Linked DNA regions of Sus scrofa: region 2 is linked to region 1. Evidence: chromatin contacts called from public HiChIP or PLAC-seq data. All regions are on one chromosome and are shown on one strand. The core of a region is the stretch at or near the end of the contact, and the rest is flanking DNA. Distances in the headings are between cores, read along the strand shown. Region 1 holds the start of MARS (methionine--tRNA ligase, cytoplasmic). Region 2 holds the start of ARHGEF25 (rho guanine nucleotide exchange factor 25).

Region 1 (7,082 bases), core at 1,199-3,698:
CCCTCACTCAGAACAGCCTATGGTTCTGAGGCATGAAGATCTTAGCACCAACACCTGCCCATGGCCTTCTCACCTCTGTCCACCAAGAAACGAAGCTTCTGGACCACTGCCAAGTTCCCACTCACCCGGTAAATGCCATCCACATCTAGACCTAGAAGATGAGGCAAGGAGCAAATAAGGATTCCTGCTCTAATGTGTGTGTTCCAAGCTGGTAAGGGATCAGAGGGTGGAGAGAAAAAGGGCAGAAGCAAGACTAGGCTGGGGGAAGTGGGAGGTTCTGGGCCTTGGCCCGTTGGAAGAGGAGATTATGGGGTCTCTGGGAAAGTAACCTCTTTTATCCACTGCAGCAATGCAGAGCCGCACAAAGCTGGGCACAGTGTCTCCTTCCCGCTGGCATAGAGATTCCAACTGGCAGCCAAACACCTGATCTGGGGAGGCACAGAGTGAGATGGGAAGCCAGTGGCAGCATCACCCATGCAAGCTCTTTCAGACACAGGTCTTCACCCCAAGGAACACCCTGCTTGCTTGTTCCAGGCCTGGGCAAGGAGGTATACCCCCTCCCCACAAAAGGGGAAAGCAGTACAGGGGAAAGCAGGGGTCTCAGACGACGACAGCTGATCTAGTTCTCCGAAGCTCTACTGTGAGCTTGGATACCGAGTTTTCTCATCCATGAAATGGGCTGAAGCCCAGATCAGGAATGCAAATAAAATGCTTGCAAAAACACCAAAGCAGGCACAAAGGAGAACCGGCCCAGCCCACCTCACCTCGGAGCAGACCCCGCTCCTGCAGGGTTTGCAAGGGCGGTCTCTTTGCGATAAGCCGTTTTAGTTTGTTCCGCACGCGGCTCTGCTCGGCTCCCTCAGGACACCGACCTGCGGAGGCAGTTCGAATCAGAGCAGGAGAGCAGCCGCAGCGCTGAGTAGCCGGAGACGCCCCCAGGCCCCGCCCGCCAGGCCCGCCCCTCACTGGAGTTCCGACGGCTGCCGCCAAGCCGCAGCAGGGGCTTGGACACCGGTTCTGACTCCTCTTCTTCGTCCTCCCCGGCACTCAGCTCCCCCAGCTCCGCTGGTCCAGAGCCTGACAGACGTAGCTCCAGGGGATTCTCTCGATCCTAGCTCCGCACCGCAAGATGGACCGAATGGGAGGTTGGAAGAGAGGGTCAAGAAATGTACACTCCCTAACCGGCTGCTGGGGTCCCACGTTCTAGGCCCACCCCAGGGCTCTACATGGAGACCACCACCCCGAAACCTACATTTGCTTCTCCACTCCTTTCCCCCCCCACCACCACCTCGCCACCGTGCTGCGCCCCGGCCTCTTCCCAGTCTCTGTCCCACCACCTCCCACCCATCTCACCAGGCGCTCGATGACCTCCCGCAGCGCGCGGTGCCAGGCTCGCAACTCGGTCTCCTGGTCTGACTGCAGCAGGAACTCGTGTCCAGGGACCGTGCGGATCTGATGGGCCGGAGGGGGAAAAGGCTTGGGTCAGTGGGGAGGAGCATAAAAAGCAGGGAGCCCGAGAGGGAGACTGGGAAATTGGGGGCGCATTCTCGGTTGGGTGGGGCTTTGGGGATGCGCGGGAGGGCACTCACGTGCAGGACGTTGCGGCGGCTGGACAGGTGGCGGCCGTGGGCCAGGGCTGCTCCGCGAAGGTCCACGCTGCTTTCTGGTCGGCTCCCGGCTGGGCCCTGGCAATTAGAGCAGAAACTGAGGCCAAAGCGCTGTTTTCCCTCACTGCCTCCCTCCCACCTGAGAACTGCGAGAACACCGGAGGCTGTGCTCCTTCCTTGCTACATCACCCTCCCCACCTGCGCCCCCACAGTTGGCCTGAGGCCGGTAGTTGCAGCGGAACCCCTCCTGCACCCCGGGGCACCCCACCTCTCCTCCCTCACACTCACCCAGAGGGTGGAGGGGGCGGTCGGCGGTGGCTCTCGGTAGAACACCAGGCTGTTACCCGCTAATACTACCCAAGATGGGGCCCAGTTCTTCCTGCAGGGGCAAAGGGGGGCAGCGGCAGTCGTGCAAAGGTCATTTACAGTCACATGGGGAGGGTTTCTCCCAGCACCTCCCTAACCTCCGGCTCCAACGGGGTGGGGGGGCGCCCTGCTGTGTTCCCACTTCTCACCTGAGCTTGCGACCGCCCTGGGCGATCTTGGTCATATTGAGCAGGCCTGACTTTTCCACCTCCTGGGAAGTAAGTGGAAGGAAAGGTATCAATAAGTCACGCAGCACCCCTCACAGCCACACAGCTCTCCCCAGGAAATGTTCTGGGAGTGAAATCCTTTAAAGTTGTTCCGGGTGTGCTCCGTAAGAGAGGATACCCAGAGAACACTCAGAAAGAGGAAGACCTTTCTGAAGGAGCAAGAACTGGGGGCTGGGACAGGGAGGATCTTGGCGATCACAAGAAAACGGGAGACTTACGTGAGGGTCATCCAGGACCTGGGGCAGAGGCCGAGCAAACTGCAAAGCTGAAGGCTGGTCTGAGGGGTCAAGCTGGGAGGTGCGTCTGCGGAGGCAGGGTGAAGCCTGGGGGAGGGGATTGGAGAAGCAGGTGGAGGAACCTTTAAATTTGGAGTCCCCAGCTGGAGGGGGAAGAGGGGTGCGGATGTGGGTGAGAGGCAGGGGGTGTGGTGGGGTACAGGAGAAAAATGTCTTGCATAAAAGGGAAAGTCTAAAATGATGGCTTTTTCCTGCATGTGGTCAGGAGGAGAGGGTGATCTCACCTGGGAGTCGAAAAGTTCTGGGGTCCCTGGGCCAGATTCTGAGCCCTTTGCCTGAGGCTGCAGGACACCATTGTCCCTATTCAGGGTCTGGGTCCTCTCCATGGAGCCAGGGTTCTGGAGGCAGAGGGAAAGGTAAAGCTAGAGTCAGATGCCACCTCCACTGGCTCTGAACACTCTGCTCACAATTTTTTGATTCTTCTGACCTTCTGAGAGCCCCAGCAAGAAAACATACTACTTGGGGGATCAGTCAGGGGGGAAGGAGGAGACAGAAGGGACAAAGGGACAAGCCAGATGGCAGGTCTTACCATCTCTCGGGTGCGGGTGTGGCGTGGGGGCTTCCAAGATTTGCAGCCAGTCAGCGAATTTATGTAGAAGCAGCGTCCGGAGCTGTGGTCCAAGTGCTGCTCCCAGGCGTCCAGCCTCTGCAGCGGCGGGCATGCAGGGTTTGGGGGCGGAGAGCGGGGGCAGCGGCGGAGGTCCACCAGATTGCAGTACACAGGGGGCTCTGACATGAGGGGCTGGGGTCTTGCCTGCAAGGAAAGGGGGAAGAAAAGGGTCGTTATTCTGCCCGTAGCCCTCCCCAAACTTCTCTCCTCTAACCACCTCCTCCTTTCTCCCCCACCATTTTCTCACCACCAGCTCCTGGTTGGGGTAACCCAGGTACTGAGGAAGAAACCCTAGCTAGTCCCCAGCCGTAGTGTGTGTGTGTGTGTGTTTTTGACTCCCTCCCTCACAGTCACTCTTTGCTTTTCTCCTCACTTCCTGTTGCCAACTTCCCTCCTCCCCCACCCCACCCCCCACCGGAGGACCTCAGGAAAGGGGAACAGTCTTTTTGTGCATGGAGGGAGGGGTGGAGGGGAGCGCCCCACCCTCACATCCTCCAGAATAAAAGGAGACAGAGAGGGGTCAGAGACCCCAGCTAGCGGAGTATGAGAGAGGAGGGGCCACTTTTCACTCACTAGTAAGTAAGAGAGAGGGGAGGGGCTGAATCTTCTGGAAGATCAAGAGTTACATCTCTAGAAGGGACTTGCTGGTGACCTGAGCTGGCAAGACAAGACACAGCAAAAACCCTGCCCTGGGCCAGGGGTCAGGAGAAGGAGAGAGAAAAGCATAGACAGGGCGGTCTTTCAGTCTCTCTGTCATTTGACAGGTTCCCTGTACCCTCAGGAGCTTTGCTCCTTACTGTCCCTCAGGTAGAATTTCTTCTAGTTTGCTCCAGGCCTTCTCATTCAGATTTGACTAAAGGTCATTTCCTTAGTGATGCCTTCCTAGACCACTTCAGTCATCCTGTACCACACTTAGCTTCTTGGTAGTGCTAATCAGTACCAAGGGTTATCTTATTTATGTGTCTGTCACCCCCATGGGAATCCTTTGAGGGCAGAAACTCTGTCTGTCCTCTTTACCATTGTGCCTAGATCTGAGCCCAGAGTAGATATTTGTTGACTGCTCTGAAAAAGCGCTATGACTCACCTTGTCATTGGCTTCCGTCAGCAAGTCTTCCTGGGAAAAGGATCTCCCACTTGGTCCTTCCTGGAAGGGCTTTTGGAGGGTGCCCTTCAAGTTGGTAACACTGACACTTCTACACATTTTGGGGGGAAGAGGAGGAGGATGTTCAGATGTCAACTGGGCTCTGTCTGGGGGTTCCTGACACAGGTGCAGCTCCTCCAAGGAGCCAGAAAATAACTTTGGCCCTGGAAACAGAGAAATGGGAAGAGATAGGGGCAGGGTGACCCCATGGCTCCCGGCTGGGTTCCCCATGCTGGGGACTCACAGGGAAGACAAGAGCAGGTGGAAAATTACAGGAGATCTAGAAGGCTTGAGACTGGGAAGAAAGGTGATGGGGACACCATGATGGGGGTGAGAGGAAGGAGTAAGGCATCAGCAGAGGTGTGGGGGAAGGGGATCTTTCCAGTAATTCCTGGAAGCCAGGCAGGTAAGAAGGAGGGCGAGGAAGGCTAACTCACCAGGAGTCCAGAGGGATCGGCTGGGGGTGCCAGTGGTAGGGCTCTGGGAAGGGCTGGATTCCTCTGTCATGTAGGCAGCTGGGACGAAGATGGGCCGAGAGGTGGAGGGTGCTCCCAGGCGCCTTGCCAACCACCAATCTGAGTTGGTCTTTCGAAGCAGTAGGAATCTCTCTCCTTCAGCAAGAGACACTTGCCGGCCATCTGCCCCAGTGTAAGTGAAGGCATAGAGGGCACGGAGCTGGGATCCCTGAGAAGGGCTTCGGGGCCCCAGCCTTAGGCTCCCCCAGGGACTTGGCCACCACCGGCCCGATAGCATTGTTGTCAGTACCGTCACCTATGGGAAAAGGGGGTGTTGGAGGTCCAGAAAAGGACAGGACTGGCTGCTTGCAGGCTGAGAGACATGGTTCTAGGAGCAGCGAGGGCCAGAAGGTAAGAACAGAAATCCTGGGGTGAGAGGAAAGGGTAAGGCAGAGGACCTAGGTGGGGGTCAGTAGCAGGTTTCAGGGTCTGAGAAGTTCTGGGTGATGTGACTAATGAGGAAGTATCTCAGTAGGTGAGAGAGGATGTGGTCAGCAGGGCTGTGAGACCAGCAAGGCAGGAAATCAGAGGAGAGGGTCTAGCTTGGCGACTTTCCTTCAAGTCCCTTCTGGGGCCCCTCAGAAGGTCCAGGGGCAGGAGGAGCTGGTCCTGAGTGGTGGTGGGATTGGAGCTGGACACAGGAAGATGAGGAGAAAGAATCAGGTCTGAGACAGAACTCAGGCAAAGAGAGCGGAGTTTATGAATGACAACGATGCAAATACTTGTGACCCTTTATTAAATTTACAGGAACACCAGTGTTTGCATCATCGGTCTCTTCAGACCCAAAGCTGTGTACTTCCTGTGCAGATTCAGAAAAACATAAAGACAGAAACAGAGAGCCAGAGAAATAGTAAGAGCCAATTGGAGAGAAAGGAGAAAGTGGCTGGGAGAAACATAGGTTTAGAGTTTGAGGAAGAGGTGAAAACACCATCCTCTCAATTTAGGGTATGTTTTTGGGAGCCGAGAAGCCTTGAAGTGATTGTAAGCTTCTTGGGTGGGACCCAACTTTAGTGTGTGGGTTGATTCATTATGCTCTTAATAAGGATTGTCTGAGCACTTCCTGTGTGAAAAGAACAGTGTCAGCTACTGGAGATAAGGGAGGACGATGGACAGAGCCCTTGCCCTCTTGAAGCCTAAAGATAGAGCTTAACTAATAACATAATAAATTTATTAATTGCAATTGAATCGGGGACTATGAATAAGCAGTATAGAATACTCTGACAGCTTATGGGGATGGACAGGGGAATGAATGTCAGCTTCTCCCTGGTGAAAGGTGGGAACGGACCTTCAGAGTCTACTGCCGGGAGCTTTAAACCCCACCCCCTGTGCTCTCTCCTTACCTGACCACTCCTCTTTTCCCTTCTCAGTTTCTCCACTGCACGATGTGGGGCTTTCTGTCTGGCTTTGGAGACGTGGGGTAGGGAGTGCACCACCCCCTTGCTGACATCAGAGAGCCACCTCTCCTCCCCTGACACATGATCTGAGGCCTGGGTTGCCAGTACTGAGATTCTGCCTCAGAGATCTCTTTAGTTTGCGCCACTTTTTCTTTTCTTTCTGCCCCACCCCAGCAGCACCTGTGACATTTGGAAGTTCCTGGGCCAGGGATTGAATCTGAGCTGCAGCTGTGACCTATGCCACAGCTGTGGCAACACCAATGCTAGATCCCTAATCCACTGCCCTGGGCCAGGGATCAAACCCTAGCAGCCACAAAGACAATGCCAGATTCTTAATCCGCTATGCCACAGAGGGAATTCCTATAGTTTGCTCCACTTTCAGCAGCCTTATCCCCCAACTCTTCCTTCCCACTTCCAAAAATAGTGACCAAACTTATTTGTTTATTAACTCACCTGGTGGGTTTTGTTTTCGTTTTTGCTTTTTAGTGCCGCACTCATGGCATATGGAAGTTCCCTGACAAGGGGTCGAATTGGAGCTATAGCTGCCAGCCTACACCACAGCCACAGGAATGTGGGATACAAGCCTTGTCTGAGATCTACACCCTAGCTCACGGCAACAGTGGATTCTTTAATCCACTAAGCAAGGCCAGGGATCGAACTGGCATCCTCATGGATACAAGTTGGGCTCGTTACCTGCTGAGCCACAATGGGAACTTCCTGGTGGTTGTTAATTGCTTATATCTCATCCTCTTCTGCCTTCTCTGCCCTCTCTCCCGTACTTTATCCTTTTCCTCTTTATTGACTTCTCACCATTAGCTTTTTTTTTTTTTTTTTGTCTTTTTGCTATTTCTTTGGGCCGCTCCCTTGGCATATGGAGGTTCCCAGACTAGGGGTCGAATCGGAGCTGTAGCCACTGGCCTATGCCA
Region 2 (7,082 bases), core at 1,278-3,777, 120 kb after region 1:
TCTGTTTGGGGGAGATCCAGAATGCCAAGACATTGGAGAAGTGCCGGCACTCATTCTGCGAGGGCTGCATCACCCGGGCCCTGCAGGTGAAAAAGGCCTGCCCCATGTGTGGCCGCTTCTATGGGCAGCTGGTGGGCAACCAGCCCCAGAATGGGCGGATGCTGGTCTCTAAGGACGCCACACTCCTGCTACCCAGCTATGAGAAGTACGGCACCATCGTCATCCAGTACGTCTTCCCGCCCGGTGTCCAGGGGGTAAGAAGACTGTGGCCTGCCCTTGCCCTTTGGTTTTCCCCCACGCTTGTTTTCTTCCTGAGGAAAACTAGATAAGGGTGACTGTGTTTGTTAGATGTGATACAGTCTGGCTCTCTCCCACTGTGCCTGCCCACTCAGTTTCCAGAGCTGGAGGTGCCCCCTTGAGGCCTAGCTTTTTCCATCCCCATGACCCCAAGGCACCTGTGAAAGTCAGGTATGAGAGAAAGGAATCAAATTCTGTGTCCTTGATGAACTTGGACGTTGGCAGTTGTCGGCAGAGGTATAGCCTGTGGAGATGGTGGCTCAGGTGCAGACAGGCACAGCGGGAAGGGTCTGACTCGCCCTAGCAGTGCTGGAGGGTTACTCCATTCCAGATTTATGAGAAGGAAAACTTTGATCAGTGGAAGGTTAAAACAGGAGTGGTCAAGAGCCTACAGGTGTCTTTCTGCTTGACAAAGAGTAATGTCCTGTTCTGGTTTGCAGAGGGATGAGGAAGCTCTGAAGGAGAATAATAGAAAAGTAGAACAGGTTAGGCAGTGGAAGATGCATTGGGAGTGTTTTCAGGTGGAGGAGGGAAGGCTGAAAGATAAATTATTCTCAGTCTGCACATTTTTGCTGAGTTATCTGGAGAGTAAAGCCCAGCTACCTTCCATCACTTTTGAGAGTCTGTTCGTTGCTGAATCGAGACTTGAGGGATTGGGACAGCAGGGAAAAACCTCTTAATGATGAGATTTTGTCTGGAAAAGAGGCTCCAGTTCCTAGCGTTGCTCCTTCCCTGGAAAGCTGCAGCTTGTTGCTGCCCCATCAAGCATTAGCTGGGGATGCCCAACCAGAAGGTTCGCCAGGATGATCCTCCACCGACATCATGGGCCTTAAGATGCCCAGCTGCTCACTGCCCACTCTGTCTCCCAACCCCAGGCTGAACACCCAAACCCAGGAGTTCGGTATCCTGGCACCACACGGGTGGCCTACCTCCCGGACTGCCCTGAGGGCAACAAGGTGCTGACCCTGTTCCGCAAGGCATTTGACCAGCGTCTCACCTTCACTATTGGCACGTCCATGACCACAGGGAGACCGAATGTCATCACCTGGAACGACATCCACCACAAGACCAGCTGCACAGGGGGACCCCAGCTGTGCGACACTCCTTCTTCCCTTCTCTTGGCTCCTCCCCTTTTCTCCATTTCCAACCTGGGGAAGCCCCTCTCTTTGGGAACCTCCTAAACTGGAGAGGACCACACCCAAACTATTCAACCATCTCTTCCATCCCAGTTTCTCCTCTCTTCAGCCTGATCCTGATGTGCCCCGCTTAGCCTACAAAAATAAGCAGAATTAGGCTCAGTTATCTTGGGTTTGGGTAACCTTATGGGAGGAGGGCAGGGGCTAGGATGGGGCACCAGGAGGAAGGTGAGCTTGGGGTTATGAAAAGCCTGAACAGCTAACCCTGACCCTCGTTTCTCTTTGCTCCCAGGTTTGGGTACCCGGACCCCACTTACCTGACCCGGGTGCAAGAGGAGCTGAGAGCCAAGGGCATCACCGATGACTGAAGGACATCCCCCTTGTGAGGCCCCTGCTGTTCTCCTCCAGTAGGACCCAACGGAAGCCTCTGTTCTCTCTCCCTCTGCCCCCCTCACCACGCTAGTAGGGGATGGTCCTGCTGGGGAAGGCGGTCTGAGAGGGAGGGGCCATCCCTTCCCCAGCCCCCCACAGGCCGAGTGCTTCAGTGCAGTGTGAGCCACTCCTTTCTGGCAGAGGCTGACATCCTAGGCTCTGCTCCCCTCCTCCCGGTGTACATACTCCCAGTCTCCCTGCCCCCTCCACTGCCCTTGGCTTTTTCTGGTATGTGCTGTGCTCCAGTGACTAAGCTGAGAGAGGACCTGGGTGGGGAGGGAAGGGTCTCTTGAACCCCCGCCCCAACTCCCACATACTGCTCCACTGCTGAACTTCTGTGCAGGGGAGGGGAACCGGGCTGCTGTGAGCCCCCAAGGAGCCGGCCCTGTGTGTTCTTCAGAAACAGTTCCCCTTCTACCTTAACCTTGTCCTTTCTCTCCTGTGTCTCTGTCTCTGTTGGTCTTTCTCTCCCGCTTTTCTCTGCCCCCTATAAGGAGCCTCCTTACCCTGTTCTGGAATCGCCGCCAGACTGTAGCTTTTAATTTAATAAAAATAAAGTAAAATATGCAACTCTCTATGCCACACCCGTTCTGCTCTGTGGGGCGGGTCAGGAATGGGGAGGGGAGCCGGACCCTGCTGAGAAGGAGTAGGGAGTGGTGATCGGGAACTCCCTGTGTGTCCACCCAAGCTCTCTGCTTCCAGAGGGCCTGGGAAAACGGCATGTACTTAGTGGGCTCCAAGATAACACTGCGAAGCCCTGGATCGTGCTTCGACGTTGGAGTCACGATTAAGAGGGTTTGTTTGTTGTGGAATTACAGTTGTAGAGAAAAGAACAACCCTACCCCTTTTGAAAAGTTTGGCTGGGGTGGGAGTGGGGGCGGAGCCGGGCGGGGGGCGGATTCGGCAGCGGCAACTCCCCGGACGCACGCAGGCCTCAGAGCCCCCCCAGCTTCCGCGCCCCCTCGGCTCTGAAACTTGGAGGAGGGTAGGGGTCCAGCATGAAGCCCCCGGACCGCCCCGCCCCTGGCCGCACTGACCGGATACTGGGGGTTATGGGGGGCATGCTGCGCGCATGCGCCCTACCCGGGCAGGAGTGGGTAAGAAAGGGGGACCATGGTGGGCTCGGGGGTCTCTTTAAGGGGCTTCAGGATGGCTGCACCCCACAACTCAATTTACCCGCAAGCAAGAATTCTGCGGGACAGTCGCAGGAATCCAAGAGTTCCATTAAGAAGACCATAGGCACGTTCCGGGTGAACTGCTTCCTCCACCCTAGCCTTGGCGACCCTTTTATAACAAAGTGGATTTTGACAGGAGGGAGAAGGGGAGGCGGGAGGTCCAGGCCGGGCTTGGAGGGCGGTTTCCTTACCATCATTGTCCCCGCAGCCCCCCAAGAGAAGCCCCCTAGGGCCAGGAGCGGCCGAACCAGAGTCTATCTGTACGGAGAGGGATCAGAGGGATCAGAGAGGGGAGCGCGAACGTGAGGTCCCCGCCTGGGCTCGGCTGCCCGGTAAGAAGCTGTGGGTGGGGTGGGGCGCAGTTTGCCATCCAACGCCAAGTGGCGAATTCAAAACTATACTGCTCTTATTAGCATAAAGGTTTGCATCTAATTGGCATGAGACCCGTCTAAACACTCAGATCTCCACGCTTCTTCTCGCCCTCTAGTCCGTTGTGTGTCCCCCACCTCAGCGGGTCCCGAGCCCCCGCTGGCGTAGTGTTCCCCGCGCCCCACCCCTGGCCCCTGGCCAGCTCAGGCTCCAGGACTTCGCCTTAATTGGTGATTAGCCTCAGCTGGAGTCCCAGGGCCTGGAGGAGAGAAGGGTCCGGCGAGAGGGCGGCACCTGGGCTGTGTTCTGCACAAAAGCTCTCCATCCCCGCAACCCCTACTGGGGGGTCTTGTCCACCCCTGCGCGGCTAGGGGCAATCCCGACCCCAGGACATCTTCGCACAGGCCAAGGCCCCATTCGCTGCCCTCTTCTCCGCCGCAGAGGCCGAGGGGCGACCCTGGTAGACCCCGCCGCCGCGTTCAACCCCCACCCCCGTGCTCCGCAGCCCGAGATACAGGAGGGAGGGGGAACCCGGGACAGGGGAGCCCAGGCTGGAGAGGAGGGGCGGAGGCGCTGGGGACGTGGAGCGGGAACGTGGTGGTGCCTGGGGGAGGGGGAATTGGGGCGGGAACCGGGCACAGGCTGAAGGGGGAACGCGAGGGAGAGGGCGGAGCTGGGCCGCAGAGGCCCCTCCCCGCGGCGGCCGGGCGGCGGGGCCTGTTATTCGGCTCGCAGCTCTGCCGGGACCCGCGCAGCGCCAGTGACTCGGGGAGTCGGCCCCCACCTACTCCCCTGCCCGGGCCTAGAACCACCCCCAACTTGAGAGGCCGGAGACGGAGCTGGAGCGGCTGCCGCATCCCGGCCCAGCCTCCTCCACCATCCCTCCCCTCCCCGCTGGACATCTGGACCCCAGGCCCCGCACCGACTGGGTTCCGGAAACCCTCCCCGCCCAGCTCGGCGGCCTGGCCCCGCGCCGCCCTCTCTGCAGAGCCCCCAGCTCTCCTCCAGACCAGACTTCCGTCTACCGCTGGACCCCCCCTCCCCGTTCCCTCCCTCCCCCCCTCCCCCAGCCTGGAGCCGGGTAGGAGGGAGGGGGGGTGTGCGCCCTGCGCCATCCCCGCCCCCCTTGATTCCCCCTGCATGGCCGGCCCGGGTGGAGGGTGCGGGGGGGCCTGGGCGCCATGCGGGGGGGGCAAAAGGGGGGTCGCTGTGCCTGTCCCCATGTGATCCGAAAAGTGCTGGCAAAATGCGGCTGCTGCTTCGCCCGGGGGGGACGTGGTGAGTGTGAGGTCGCAAGGGCCCAGTGTTGAGTCGGGGGTGGGCAGAGGGTCAGTACTCCTCTTATGCCCCAGCCCTAGGGATTTAAGAGGCTGGAGACTATATCCGTGTTTTCCAGGAAAGTGACTTGATAGGCGATCTCTAAGATCCCTTCTGCCTCCTAATTTCTGTCAGTTCAAGTTAAGGAAATTGGGGAAGGGGCAAGGGACACCTCTCAACTGACTATGAGAAAAACCCATCCACAGTCCCCTGAGGCCCAGAACCACATCTTCCCTCAAATCCTTTTGCTGAGAATCCACTTCAGATCTGAAGAGGGACAAGGGAATGGAGGAATGAGAGATGAGGGGGGTCTCCCAGGGGCTTCATCACAAATCACAGCTCCTCTGCCTCCAAGCCAGGCCAAGGATAACCCTGCCGAGAGCTCTCCTCAGTTGCCTCCTCTATCGGCTTTGTCCACGTGTTGGGGAGGTGGGCTGCAGGAATCTTTTCTTTTTATGGTGATTACTGCAATTGGTGGAGGAGGGGGCTAGGGGTGGCAGATGGGCTCCCCCTTCTCAGAGAATGGTCTGTACCCATGGGAAGGGGGAGGGTTATAGGAGAGCAGATGGCTACCCCCAGCTTCCAGTGTCTGCCCAGATGGCTGCCCCCACCCCCATATTGGTGCCATGCTCAGGATATGAGGGAACCTCCACATGTAACTGGGGATTCCAGCCATGGCGGGGGGCAGGTGTTTACTGCCCTTCCTCCCAAAGGGTGTCCTGGGGAAATTTTCTCTTTTGGCCACCCAAGATGAGGATGGCAACAGAGTGAACCCTGGGGGAGAGGAGCTGAGCATCACAGAGCGGAGACTCTGGGAGCTCCCTGGGGACCCTGAATCATGAGCTGAAGCAATATCTATCACCCCCTTTCTCCCCCCTTCCCCACCCCATTAGAATCCTATTCCATTGCTGGCAGTGAGGGGAGTATCTCGGCTTCAGCTGCTTCGGGTCTGGCTGCCCCCTCTGGCCCCAGCTCTGGCCTCAGCTCTGGCCCCTGTTCCCCGGGCCCCCCAGGGCCAGTCAGTGGCCTAAGAAGATGGTTGGATCATTCCAAACACTGTCTCAGTGTGGAAACTGAGGGAGATGGTGGCCAGGCTGGACCATACGAGGTGAGCAGGGAACACCACAGAAGCATGTAGGACATCCACAAAGGACCCTGGGAGAGAGGGCATCCAGGGGGCCACTAGTCACTGGGGAGACACAGCTACTGTCCCTGACTTCTGGCCCCCAGAACTGGATGCTGGAACCAGCTCCAGCTACAGGAGAGGAGCTGCCAGAACTGACCCTGCTGACCACCTTGTTGGGGGGGCCTCAGGATAAGACGCAGGTATGAAGAAACGAGTCTGGGCTAGCTCCTCTCTCCCAAGAGCGTCCATTTGCTTACTCTAGGTTGTTCGTCCTTCCAGCCACCTGAAGAGGAGACTTTATCCCAAGCTTCTGAGAATGAGGAGGAACAGAAGAAGAAGGCTCTGGAAAGGAGTATGTAAGTGTCCGCACACTCTCCCTTCCCGAGACCCCTCACGACTTCCAGATGTCTGTCTCTCGCATTTTAGATCTGAGACTTGAAATTTCCTCTGAGGTTGGCTGTAGGAACCAAGGGGCTTCTAGTCCAGGAGGGAGGAAGTGGCTTAACCTGTTCTCTTCCCAGGTATGTCCTGAGTGAACTGGTAGAGACAGAGAAAATGTATGTGGACGACTTGGGGCAGATTGTGGAGGTAGCTCCCTTCTTCCTTCCCAGCCCTGGCCCTGCCCTTTCCCTCTCCCCAGGGCTAATGTTAGGGGATGCCTTGGTGCTCCTCTCTCCCACTTTCGCAGGCTCCCCTACATCCTGGACTTCTTGGGGAGGGGAGGTTCCTGCCAGGGCTGGCATCACACACAGATGCTCCCACCCAACCTTCCCACAGGGTTATATGGCCACCATGGCTGCTCAGGGGGTCCCTGAGAATCTCCGAGGCCGTGACAGGATCGTGTTTGGGAACATCCAGCAAATCTACGAGTGGCATCGAGAGTGAGTGGTGGATCCCTGAGGGCGAGGGGGAAGGGCATTTGTCTGTATCCTACCCATGGACCCAGTGTTGCTTGAAGAATGTCTGGAGAGACTTGTGGGGGACACTACTAGGGCAGAGAGCTCTGGATTGCTTGGGGTGAGGGTGTTTGACCTGCCTTTTCCCTGCCTACCGGTGCAGCTATTTCCTGCAGGAGTTACAGCGGTGTTTGAAGGATCCTGATTGGCTGGCTCAGCTATTCATCAAACATGTGAGCCTTGAGAGGGTGGGGGCCCAGGAGAAGTGGGCTCTGGGAGTGGGTCAGGGCTCTCTGGCGATATGCCCTCTCGTCACTCACTCTACTCTTTCTTA

What was found. HiChIP or PLAC-seq counts read pairs in DNA pulled down with a chosen protein or histone mark.
Region 2: a contact with region 1 is called in an H3K27ac HiChIP or PLAC-seq map of alveolar macrophages. The contact joins the promoter of ARHGEF25 here to the promoter of MARS in region 1. A contact is called at or near these places in 1 of 47 Hi-C or Micro-C datasets (heart right ventricle) and 1 of 2 datasets of contacts at active chromatin or transcription factors (alveolar macrophages).

Annotation. Positions count from the first base shown.
Region 1 is chr5:22,749,957-22,757,038 of Sscrofa11.1, forward strand. MARS (methionine--tRNA ligase, cytoplasmic) reads left to right here and starts at 2,449. Exons shown (of 22, transcript XM_021091867.1): 1 at 2,449-2,497. ARHGAP9 (rho GTPase-activating protein 9) reads right to left here. Exons shown (of 18, transcript XM_021091869.1): 2 at 4,685-5,018; 3 at 4,191-4,411; 4 at 3,026-3,250; 5 at 2,721-2,834; 6 at 2,419-2,523; 7 at 2,123-2,184; 8 at 1,896-1,986; 9 at 1,590-1,685; 10 at 1,354-1,452; 11 at 967-1,111; 12 at 765-872; 13 at 330-428; 14 at 74-151. The coding sequence starts at 5,000.
Region 2 is chr5:22,870,975-22,878,056 of Sscrofa11.1, forward strand. It overlaps ARHGEF25 (rho guanine nucleotide exchange factor 25), which reads left to right and starts at 2,528. Exons shown (of 16, transcript XM_021091874.1): 1 at 2,528-2,660; 2 at 3,249-3,372; 3 at 5,620-5,834; 4 at 5,957-6,052; 5 at 6,132-6,208; 6 at 6,374-6,440; 7 at 6,630-6,733; 8 at 6,912-6,981. The coding sequence starts at 2,586. DTX3 (probable E3 ubiquitin-protein ligase DTX3) reads left to right here. Exons shown (of 6, transcript XM_013997672.2): 4 at 1-254; 5 at 1,173-1,390; 6 at 1,726-2,439. The coding sequence ends at 1,801.